Regions from separate parts of the Mus musculus genome. Here region 2 is linked to region 1. A link is a contact called in public Hi-C data. All regions are on one chromosome and are shown on one strand. The core of a region is the stretch at or near the end of the contact, and the rest is flanking DNA. Distances in the headings are between cores, read along the strand shown. Region 1 has its middle 18 kb from the start of Depdc1b. Region 2 overlaps Pde4d (phosphodiesterase 4D, cAMP specific).

Region 1 (5,228 bases), core at 923-3,422:
CAAATCGAGCTATTTATCTTCCCAGAGAGATCATGACTAGAAAGAGAGCTAACTATCCCCTCCAGTCCAGTTTCCATTGGCATGAAGTTCCCTTGATCCGAATCCTACATAAAAGTGGTAGCTTCCTTGTGCTGGTGAAATATTGTGGCCCTACAGCTTGGGGAGTAGAGGCAGGAGAGAACATTTGAGGCCAGGCCTGGTTGCTTTGCCAGACCTTCCTAAGAAACAAAAAATAACACAATAACCTGAAGTAACCAGGCATTAACCAAGGGCTTTGTTTTCTGTTGTTAAATCACTCTACACCTGCCTTAGAATGAAGGCACTTGGAAATGTGTTGGATTTTTATTCTTTTTAAAAATTTATTTATTTTTCAGCCCCTTCCTGACTACCAGACTAGTCCCCTCTGCTCTATTATTGAAACATTTTATTTCATAGCTCAAGAATTGTATATGCTTTTACCTGATTGCATGTTTGTTTGTGTTTACTTATTGTCTTAGTTAGGGTTTGACTGCTGTGAACAGACACCATGACCAAGGCAACTCTCATAAGAACAACATTTAATTGGGGCTATCTTACAGGTTCAGAGGTTCAATCCATTATCATTAAGGAGGGAACATGGCAGCATCCAGGCAGGCATGGTGCAGGAGGAGCTGAGAGTTCTACAGCTTCATCTGAAGGCCACTAGGAGAAGACTGGCTCTCACGTGGTTAGTAGGAGGGTCTCATTGACCATCCTCATAGTAACCTACTTTCTTCAACAAGGCCACACCTCCTAATACAGCGCGCTCTGTGCTAAGCATATTCAAACTAACACACTTATTTTTCTGGTTATGTTGAGATAAAGTCTTGTTATGTTGACCAGGTTGGTCTTGAACTCTTGGGCTCAAGTCATTCTCCTGTCTCTCTGGAGTAGTGTGTACAGCTTTGTATGTACTTTTATTGTTGTTGTTGTCATCGAAACAATGTTTCATGCAACCTATACTGTCATCGAAACAATGTTTCATGCAACCTATACTGGCCTCAAATTCACTACATACAGGAGAGAATGAACTTGAGAGACTGTGGGGGCATGCCTAAGCACACTGGCTATTTATTCATTTAGACAGAGCCTCACTATGTTGTCCTGGGTAGCTCCAAATTGTAAACCTCCCTGTCTCAGTCTCGCACGTGCTGGGACTATTGATCACGTATACCTGGCTCTATATCTGCTTAAAATAACTTTTTATTGATTCTGCATAATTTCACATCATGCACCCCAATTCCACTCATCTTCCTGCCCCTTCGCATCTGCCTTCCACCACTTCAGCTTCCCTCAAAAGAAAACAAAAAATAAAAATAAAAACCATCTCGCCATGGAAGCTACAGTGTGTCCCACAGTGTACCCTTTCGTCCACACATTTTTACTTGCAAAGGTTCACTGCAGTGAGTCATTGGTCTGGTTCAAGGCCTCTGGCTTGTGCTATCCTCTCAATATTGGATCTTCATGGGGACTCCTCTAGGATATCCTGTTGTTATCCTGTGTCATGGTGATCCTAAAGCTTTGGTTCTATTGAATCAGCCTTTTGAGCATGCTCCAACAGTTCATAGATGAAGAAGATGTTGGGGTGGGACAACTCAGAGCCTTGGATCTGGGCCTGGGTAGAAGTTGCCAGCCAGCAATCCTGGGCCTGGGTTCCAGGGGCCAGCGCTCGATCCTGCTTTGCCCAGATGAGGAGTGGGGCCAGCTCCTGAATCCCACATTCAATCCTGCCTTTAATCCCACATTTCAGGAGGCAGAAGCAAGTGGATCTCTGAGTTCGAGGCTAGCCTGGTCTACAGAGCAAGTTCCAGGACCGGCTGGGCTACCCAGAGAAACTGTCTTGAAAAAAAACAAAAACAAAAACAAAAACAAAAAAAACAACCAAACAACCAATAAAGAAACAAACAAAAACGGTTTTAAGCAATACTCAGCATTATCTTCCTTAAAAAACAAAAAACTGTCTTTCAGCTAGCTATCAAGGCTAAAATTCCCCATCCCTCCCTCACCAGCGCTTGCACCATCTCCCCGAAGCTCTCGATCTTTCCCCACTTAGAGCTGCTCCTTATTTCAGACTCTTTCCAGGGCTGTATCTTACAGGGCAAAAGGACTTCCGGACGAGGGAGAGTGATACCAAGCCTGTGCAGAGAAGTTGTCCTCCTCTCTCCCATCCCTCCTCCCCTCCAAAGAGTCAAATGCTTCTCCGCATTTCCTCTCCCTCCCCCATGCATCTCCGCTCCACTTAGGAAGCTTTTGATGTTTGCAGACTCCGGTATGTTTGTGTTCCCAAACTCACAGGGTCAAACTCAACCTCATCGTGGCATTTCCCTAGAAGGCATAAAAAGGGGGGATGCGGAGGGGGGCGGGTTAGGATAGAGCGCTTAGGTTAGAGTTTAGTTAGACTCCTTAATGCTTGTAGAAATCTTTAGGAAGCCACAGAAAGGGTGTGTGCTTGTTCAGTGGCAGGAAGTGACAGTGATGTTTCACAGGCCCCGCCCTAGAATGTATTTGCCAGCATCCTGTGCTGCCAGCAGAGCCTTCTGTCTGGAGAGCTAGCATTCCTCCTTGCTCCAGCCAGTATGCTCCATTAGCCAATTTAATGGTAAAACACAAACTTAATTATGCATCTCTGTGTAAGCCCTGTAATGGCTTTCGGCTTTGCTGGGGTAGGAGTGGGGGAGGGCTGCCCTCAAGACCCCACAGAGACAGCATCTGCCCAGCTTCACAGTCATGGTTATTGTCCGGTTTGATCTCTGGATTCTCAGCTGTTGTAAGTTTCTCTCTGTGCCTCTGTATGGCCCTGGTCACCAGACTACCTCTCCATATCACCCTCTCAGGCTGCCCCACCCCCCACCCCCAGTGCCACAAACCCCATCCCTTGGCCTGAGAAATCCCTACCAATATTTTAGATTATTTTATCTCAGTTCAAATTCTTAAGGATGCTATGTCCCTACTACTTAGAACCAATTCCTGATATGTTCCCAGAAAGTCAAAGAGCCTACTTTTCAGAGCTTCTACGCCATATTGATTTAAATATATATAATCACCCAACTCACGTTTATCTCCCCCATCAAGATAAGCAGTCTAAAGAGAAAGTCTGTGTGTCCTGCTGAACATCCGACCCACCCACCCCCTCGTGCACGGGCTCTGTGGCTAGCCCCAGGCACATGTGAGTGTGCTGGTGACATTCAGTGGCAAGGGCACAGAACAATCCTCTGAGGTGTGTTAAGCTCTGTAGGCTCCCCACCCTGACCACTGGAAGGGGGGGGGGCTGTTTCTTGCCTATTTCATAATTTTTGAGACCTTTTTTTTTTTTTTTTTACTTTTAAGTTAAGAAGAGATCTTGTTGGGTTTGGTCATCTAGGCCCCCTAATTCCATCACTGAAGTTTAAGAACAGCTTCAGTTAACCTCACACCAAATATGGATGTTTAGGCTGGGCCAGGTAGCACAAACTCACTCCTACAATTCCTAGCATTCAGGAGGCTAATACAGGAGGTTGTGAATTTGGGGCAGCCTGAGTTACAGAAAAAAAAACCAAAAAAAACCAAAAAAACAAACATTGCTTAGCGAAATAAACCCAAACCATGGATCTTGAATGCATAGTGCTCAAGTGCTCTACCACTGAGCTAGATAGCCCTGGAACTGTTTGTTATTTATTTATGTGTGTGTGTATAAAATGCATGTGATGCATGTGTGTGTCTGCAGTGGGTGTGTATGTATGTGATGTATATTGTGTAAAATGTGTGTGTGTATATATAAAATGTGTGTATATCTGTGTGATTTCTGTGTATGTGTGTGTATATAGGTGTGTGTGATGAGTATTATATGTATATGTCTGTGTCATGCATGTGCATATGTGATGTGTATGTAAAATGTGTGTGTACAATATGTGTATGTGATTGTGAGGTGGGTGTGTATGTGTGTGGAACAATGTGCGCGTGATGTGGATGTGGTGGGTGTATATGTATGTGGTATGTGTGAGAGGCAACGTGTATGTGGTGGATATATATATCTGTGTGTGTGATGTGTGTGTGGTGTGTGATATGTATGTGATGTGTGTGTGTGTGTTGTAGTAGCATTGTGTGTATCATAGTAGCATACCTTTGCCATAGTGCACCAAACCATATCCCCAGTTGGTTTTTATTTTTTATTTAGATACAGGGTTGCCACAGTTTTCCCAGCCAGCTTTGAACTCAAGACCTCCCTGCATTAGCTGGGGTTACAGACCTAAATCAACTTTAAACAGTAGCTTCAAGTGTAAAAGAAGATAGAAGACTAGCAGTGACCCCTTATGCACCTGCCATCTAGCTCCAAGGGGAATAATTCACACACAGTCGTCTCTTTCTGTCCCTGCCTATGTTCCTTCTTCTACCCTGCCTTAAAGTGTGCCTTGGACATTGTATCATTGTATCATACATGTTCTCAAAATACAGTTTTTAAAGCCATGCTGCCCAGCATGTGGTCCTTGGACCTTCATCACCACAATCAACCTGGAAACTTGTGGGAAACAGTTTCAGGCCCAAAGAAGTCGTTCTGAATTAGAAATTCTGGGAGCAGGGCCCAGTAACCTGTTCTAACAAGTCCTCTAGGGTTTCTGACATAATCCAAAGCCCCAGAGCAACCTTGCCAAAAGATAACTGCAATTACCTGCCGCAAAACTGGCTCGTTCTTCCTTCCTTCCTTTCTCTTTCTTTCCTTCTCTTCCTTCCTTCCTTCCTTCCTTTCTTTCTTTCTTTCTTTCTTTCTTTCTTTATCTTTCTCTCCTTTTTTTCCTTTTCTTTTCTTTTCTTTTCTCTTCTTTTTTTTTTTTTTTTTGAGACAGGATATCAGGCAGGGCTCAAACCTATGAACTTCCTGCTTCAGCCTTCTAAAGGCCAGGATTGCAGATGGGTGACTCCCCACTGCTGGCTGTGAATTGCTTCCCACTTCTTTAAAGAGTCCCCCACTCCCCACTCCCTCCTTCTTCCTTGAAAATATAAGCACTGGGCCACTTTTAAACCTTTCATATTCCAAATTCTTCAGGGTATAACATCCCACAGCTTATAGCAAGTAACACGGCCAGCTTGGGGTACAGATGTGTTTTCTGGGTGTTTTGTTTGTTTGTTTGGTTTTTCAGGCAGAATTGGTAGATGCAATCCCAGTTTCTCATTCTGTAGAAGCTCCCTGTGAGACTTGGTTCTGGTGCGTGCACTGTAGCTCTCCAGCTGTTCCA
Region 2 (5,228 bases), core at 2,018-4,517, 1.5 Mb after region 1:
TTGTGAAATCTGGACGAGCCAACTTAAGCCTAGGTGACCACCACGTGTTTCTGAGTTAAGTCTTATGACAATTTTATATTAAACTATTAACTGCAAAGGGGGAAAGGCACTTTTGGATGGATGCAAATCTCATTATTAATAAAAATGAGTTAATTTTCCGGCTGCCTAGTCTACAGTGAAATATATTTCATGGCAGTGATTCTCAGCCTGTGTGTCATGACCCCTTTTGGGGTCAAATGACCCTTTCCCAGGGGTCACCTAAGGTAACAAGAAAGAATTGTATTTACAGTACAATTCATAACAGTAGCAAAATTACAGTTATGAAGTAGCAATAGGAGTAATTTTTATGGTTGGGGCCATCACAACATGAGGAACTATAATAAAAGAAATTAGCAATAGGAAGGAAAAGTTGAGGACCACCGGTTTATGGGATGGCTCAACATCTCACAAACAATTAGGATTTCCAGAGTCCAAGGTCTTTAATCTGGATCTATCTTTCGGGTGAAGGAATGAAGCTAGCTTAGTGCACACAATTCATTAACGGTCAGGTGAACACTGACAGTTTGACTCAGAGAGAGCTCGCACAGACCAGTTTCTAAATAATCCTTGAAGGATTTTTTAAGAGCACAATTAGGTTTTACATCAACTTGACATCTAAGAGTAATCAGACACTCAGTGCAGAATGCATTCCATTATGTTTTATGAAACTCATAATGCAAGGCTGATGCTCTCATATTTGCTTTAGATAATTAGTTTCTCAGCAGAAAATAAAAAGTCTTAAAGGAACAGTGTTCTCTAATTTCAGTGGCACGGAAGAGCTGACTCTTAGTGCCAGGGAGAAAATATCACCTATTCCTTTCCTTCTCCTTTTCCAAACAAACAACAAAGCCTTCATCCAAGCCATTATTCTGTATTGGGTTTCTCTTGTGTGCCACACCTTGTGACAGACCTCAGTAAACATCCTCTCTAACTCTTTAAATAACCCACAACGCAGAAGCCTTCATTTCTACTTAAGAGATCAGAAAACGGTGGCTCACAGAATTAAGAAAGATTCTGAAATGACACAGTAGCAAGTGAGTTCAAGCAAGTCTCCATCTAAGGTCCGCCTGCCCCTAAAGCCAGCATTTTTCAGCCCTGCCACATCTCTCCATTCTGAACCAGAATAAGATACATGTGCCAAGAGCAAAAAGCATCAGGGGGAGATTCATGGAGGTAGCCACAGCCCTCCAAGGAAGAGGCAAAAGTTTTGGGCAAAGCAGTACAAATACAGGTCACCAGTCAAGCAATGACATGAATTAGGGAACAAGTCAATCATAGTATTTAGTCCGTAGCAGTAGGGGCTGGCTAGTACACGAGCAGACACTGGGTCTGAGCTGCCCATGGATTTTCTTTTCTTTTCTTTTCTTTTCTTTTCTTTTCTTTTCTTTTCTTTTCTTTTCTTTTCTTTTCTTTTCTTTTCTTTTCTTTTCTTTTCTTTTTTTTCTCTCTCTCTTTCTTTTTCATGTATTTTAGAATCCAGGAAAACTTACCATTTCTTTCCAGAACTCATCAAATCGATTATTACTTCTGTTTTGTTTTGTTTGTTTGTTTGTTTTTGAGACAGTCACACTGTGTAGGCTAGACTAGCATCTTCCTACCTAACTTCCTGAGTGCTATTATCAGCAACACATCCAGCCCTGCCTCTTATCCTTTTAAGATACGTGGTCTGCATGCATGTGTGTGTCTGTGTGCATGTGTGTGCCTGTGGATGTATGTGGACACCAGACAACAATCTCAGGTGTCCTTCTCAGAAAAACCATCCAATTCCTTTGGGGGCAGTGTCTCCTTTTGGTCTGGAGTTCATCAACAAAGGGAGACTGGCTAGCCGTGGAGCCCCAAGTACCTTCCTGTCTTTATCTCCCCTAAGCTAGGATTGCAAGCACAAACAGATGCTACCACACCTTGAATTTTAACATGGCTTTTGCAGATTTAACTCAGATCCTCTAGCCCACAGTCAGTTTACCAACTGTCTCCCCCACCTTCATCACACACACACAACACACACACACACGAAATACAGAAGGAAAGAAAGAAAACAAGCTTAAAAATAACATTTATTTTATTTTAAAAGATCAGCACTGGAATACCATGACAGTGTGAGCATTAGTTTTTTATCAGTCTTGTGGGGGTAATGACTGTGTGATCTTGAATACACCATACAACCGTCTTTGGGCTTCAGTACCTCATATGAATGCAGAAGGGTTGAGTGAAGTACAGGCTGGCATCCTTCAGTGTCAGGATTCTAAATATTTCTACACAGAACTAATAGCTCTACCTTGAGGTGTTAAACAGAGTTTCTTCTGAACAGTTGCTCCTACTAAGTTGGTTATAGGCAGTTTGGCAATCTTAGAGAAGTGATTGTACCAACATTTGATTCATCTGTATTGATGTCAGACAGGCAATGCCTGCTTAGATTAGGTGTTCACCATCCTGCCATGCTAAGTGTCCTTGGGTCTTTACAGCCTTCCAGTTGAGCTATAGCCAAATCTGAAATCTGAAGGTAGAGTTGAACCCTAATAAACTTGACTGCAAACAGAGGCTGTTTCTTTAGCAGCATAATAGCAGTCCGCAGCTCCCGGGGAGGAAATGAATAACGAACTTGAACTTAGAACCTAGTGCGTCCCTTGAAAGTTGAGCACGTCAGTGAGATTTCTCCAACAGTTACACTGACAGTAAAATGTTCAGTTCACAGTGATACCGTTTTATACTGAGCTATGGTTATTTTCTTCATCCCCACAATCTTATTTCTTAAACAAAATGTTTATGAAAAGGAAGGAAAAGGTGTTCACTGCAGTATGAAGTCAATATGGTTCTGATTCAGAGAGTAAAAACCAAGATCACTTCAAGGACTGAGCCTGCAACACAGTATAAGAAAATAATCTTCTATCAAAAGCTTTAGTGAACCCTAAAGACAGACCAGGAGCAGGGTTGGCTGGCTTCCATCCTGGGATCAGAAGCACGGAACACGGATCTGCAAGCTGAGGGAGGTCTACATTCTACTCAGCAATCTTGTCCCCTTTGGGTCCTTGAAGGAGAGGACACTAGAGGACAGGATCCTAACTGACAAGCCACAGACTAAGGCGGCTGCTTTGCAGAGCACAACTCTGGCTTGCTGGAACGAAGGAGCCTTGCCTTGCTGAAATCCGGTCCGCGTTTTGCTGAGAGCCCAGACGCTGTGAATAAGAGGAGCCTCTGAGGGCTGGTTTCTGATGTCGCACTCGGCACGATAAGAATGCCATTGACGTCAGCAGAGTCATCATCAGGGAGAATGGCACCCCAGCTCTTGAAACCACACCAAGCAATTGCAGTGCTTTTGAAAATTAAAAGCCGGTGCTGGGGAGTGGGGGCGGGGAGGGAAAGGCGCTGAGGGGAAGCAGTGGCTCCAACCGAACTGTCTTTCTTTTGTGCATTTCCTGTATTTTCAAAAAGAAGAAGAAAAGCAGACACACAGTGCTCCCCTGAGCATGCACACACACACACACACACACACACACACACACACACACACACACACACACAGCTGCAGGGGCTCCTTCAACCTAAATGAGAGCATTAAGGAGAGATAAGGAGGGACTAAGGGAGGAAGAGGGAGAGAGAAAGAGGGAGAGAGGGAGGGAGAGAGACAGAGAAAACAGAGAGAGAATATGATTTTAATTTGTTAACATTTCTGAATCCAGATAAAACAAACTTTGCCACCCAGCTGCTGGACAGAAGCCCCGAGCCACAGGGGAAAACATCAGCCAATGAGAACAGAATTGCTGAACCCAAACTGATAGCTTACACTGTGTGTCCACACACAGATTACAAGAGAGGAATTAAACACTTCAAAAGAGCTACTGCAAAGTAAACCTCTCCTCCCCACACTTTCCACCACACACACACACACACACACACACACACACAGACACACACAGACACACACACACAGACACACACACACACACACACACACACAGACACACACACACACACAGACACACACACACACACACAGACACACACACACACAGACACACACACACACACACACACTATTCAGAGCTTTTGAGTGTCTGACTGAAAAAAACTGACAAAAGTTGAAGGTTTGGAAAGGGTCCGCGCTAGGCTGTGTGATGTCAGCTTCCAGAGGCAGTCCTAAGAACATCACCTCACGCTGAATTCAAAGGCCACCTAGTCTGGAAAAGGTCTTGGAGTTAGGCAGACTTTGAAAACATTTTTTTTTTTTTTAAATGGCGAAATGTGACTCTTAGAAATTTCCCATTTAACCTAATCCTTTTTCTTTGCCTCTACCGATTGTAGGCAGGCTCCACCCTCACCTCCCCTAGCACTAAGAGAAGGAGATAGCATGGGTTTGATGATATCAGCAGCCCCGGGCCACATGCTTTATTTTACAGCATTGATTGGCAGCTTCCCAAGTCCATGGGATCTTTTGCTGACCTGCTTTTCAGATCCGTATCTCCCAGTCACACCAGAAAGAATCCCTTCTGAGCCTGGGAAATGTGAGCCTCGGAAACAAAAGGGCATTTGCACTAAAGCAGAATCTGGCAGAAAGCATGGGTTTAATAAATTGCATCATGTGAAAGTTCCCTGTCAGATGCACTGGCAGCAGAGAAACAGGCACACGCATGCGGGAAGGGAGCTCGCTCCTCATCCAAAGACTGAGTTCCTTTTGAAAAGGAAGACGCGATAAACAGCATCTCTCTCCAAAATATACATTATACATGCATAATAGAGAGAGCAGCGTGTGGAACATGTACATCTAGCCTGTCTTTCCTGTGAGAGCAGAAAGAGAGAGAGCTAAGTACCCATAGAGGGATTTGGGCTGTGTGTTATCAAAGGATATCATATATCTAGAACTTGGGTCATTTGGTTTAGTTTTTGTTTTATTTTGGTTTTTCGCTTTGTTTTGTCTTTTTAAAAAATCCTACTAGTACGTACACTTAATAGTGGGATTGTTTTTCTTCTCTCCTTTCCTTTTGCCCTGACTCTTTCCTTCTTTTCCTTCTGCTCTTCCTCCTTTTTCTTTCCTTCCCTCTTCCCCTAAAAATATGAAAAAAAGATAATCCCAAAGCTTTTAGTATGTGACAGAGGCATAGACATGTGGTTCTCAACTGTGGGTCACGACCCCTTTGAGGAGACAAAGGACCCTTTTATAGGGCTGCCTAAGACCGTTGGAAAAAAACATATTT

What was found. A called contact is a pair of places that touch in the nucleus more often than the background predicts.
Region 2: a contact with region 1 is called in a Hi-C map of CD8 T cells, with 3 times the contacts expected there. The contact joins two enhancer-like sites. A contact is called at or near these places in 2 of 484 Hi-C or Micro-C datasets (CD4 T cells and CD8 T cells).

The regions. Positions count from the first base shown.
Region 1 is chr13:108,295,274-108,300,501 of GRCm38.p6, forward strand. No RefSeq gene overlaps it. Among named protein-coding and RNA genes, the nearest start is that of Depdc1b, 18 kb to the right of the region's middle. Within about 2 kb of position 2,173, at least 227 of the 459 cell types and tissues checked have an H3K27ac peak or open chromatin away from gene starts, as enhancers often do. A contact at or near this core is called in CD8 T cells, where this site is marked.
Region 2 is chr13:109,819,319-109,824,546 of GRCm38.p6, forward strand. The region is part of intron 7 of Pde4d (phosphodiesterase 4D, cAMP specific); the gene reads left to right. Among named protein-coding and RNA genes, the nearest start is that of Mir1904, 82 kb to the right of the region's middle. Within about 2 kb of position 3,268, at least 402 of the 459 cell types and tissues checked have an H3K27ac peak or open chromatin away from gene starts, as enhancers often do. A contact at or near this core is called in CD8 T cells, where this site is marked.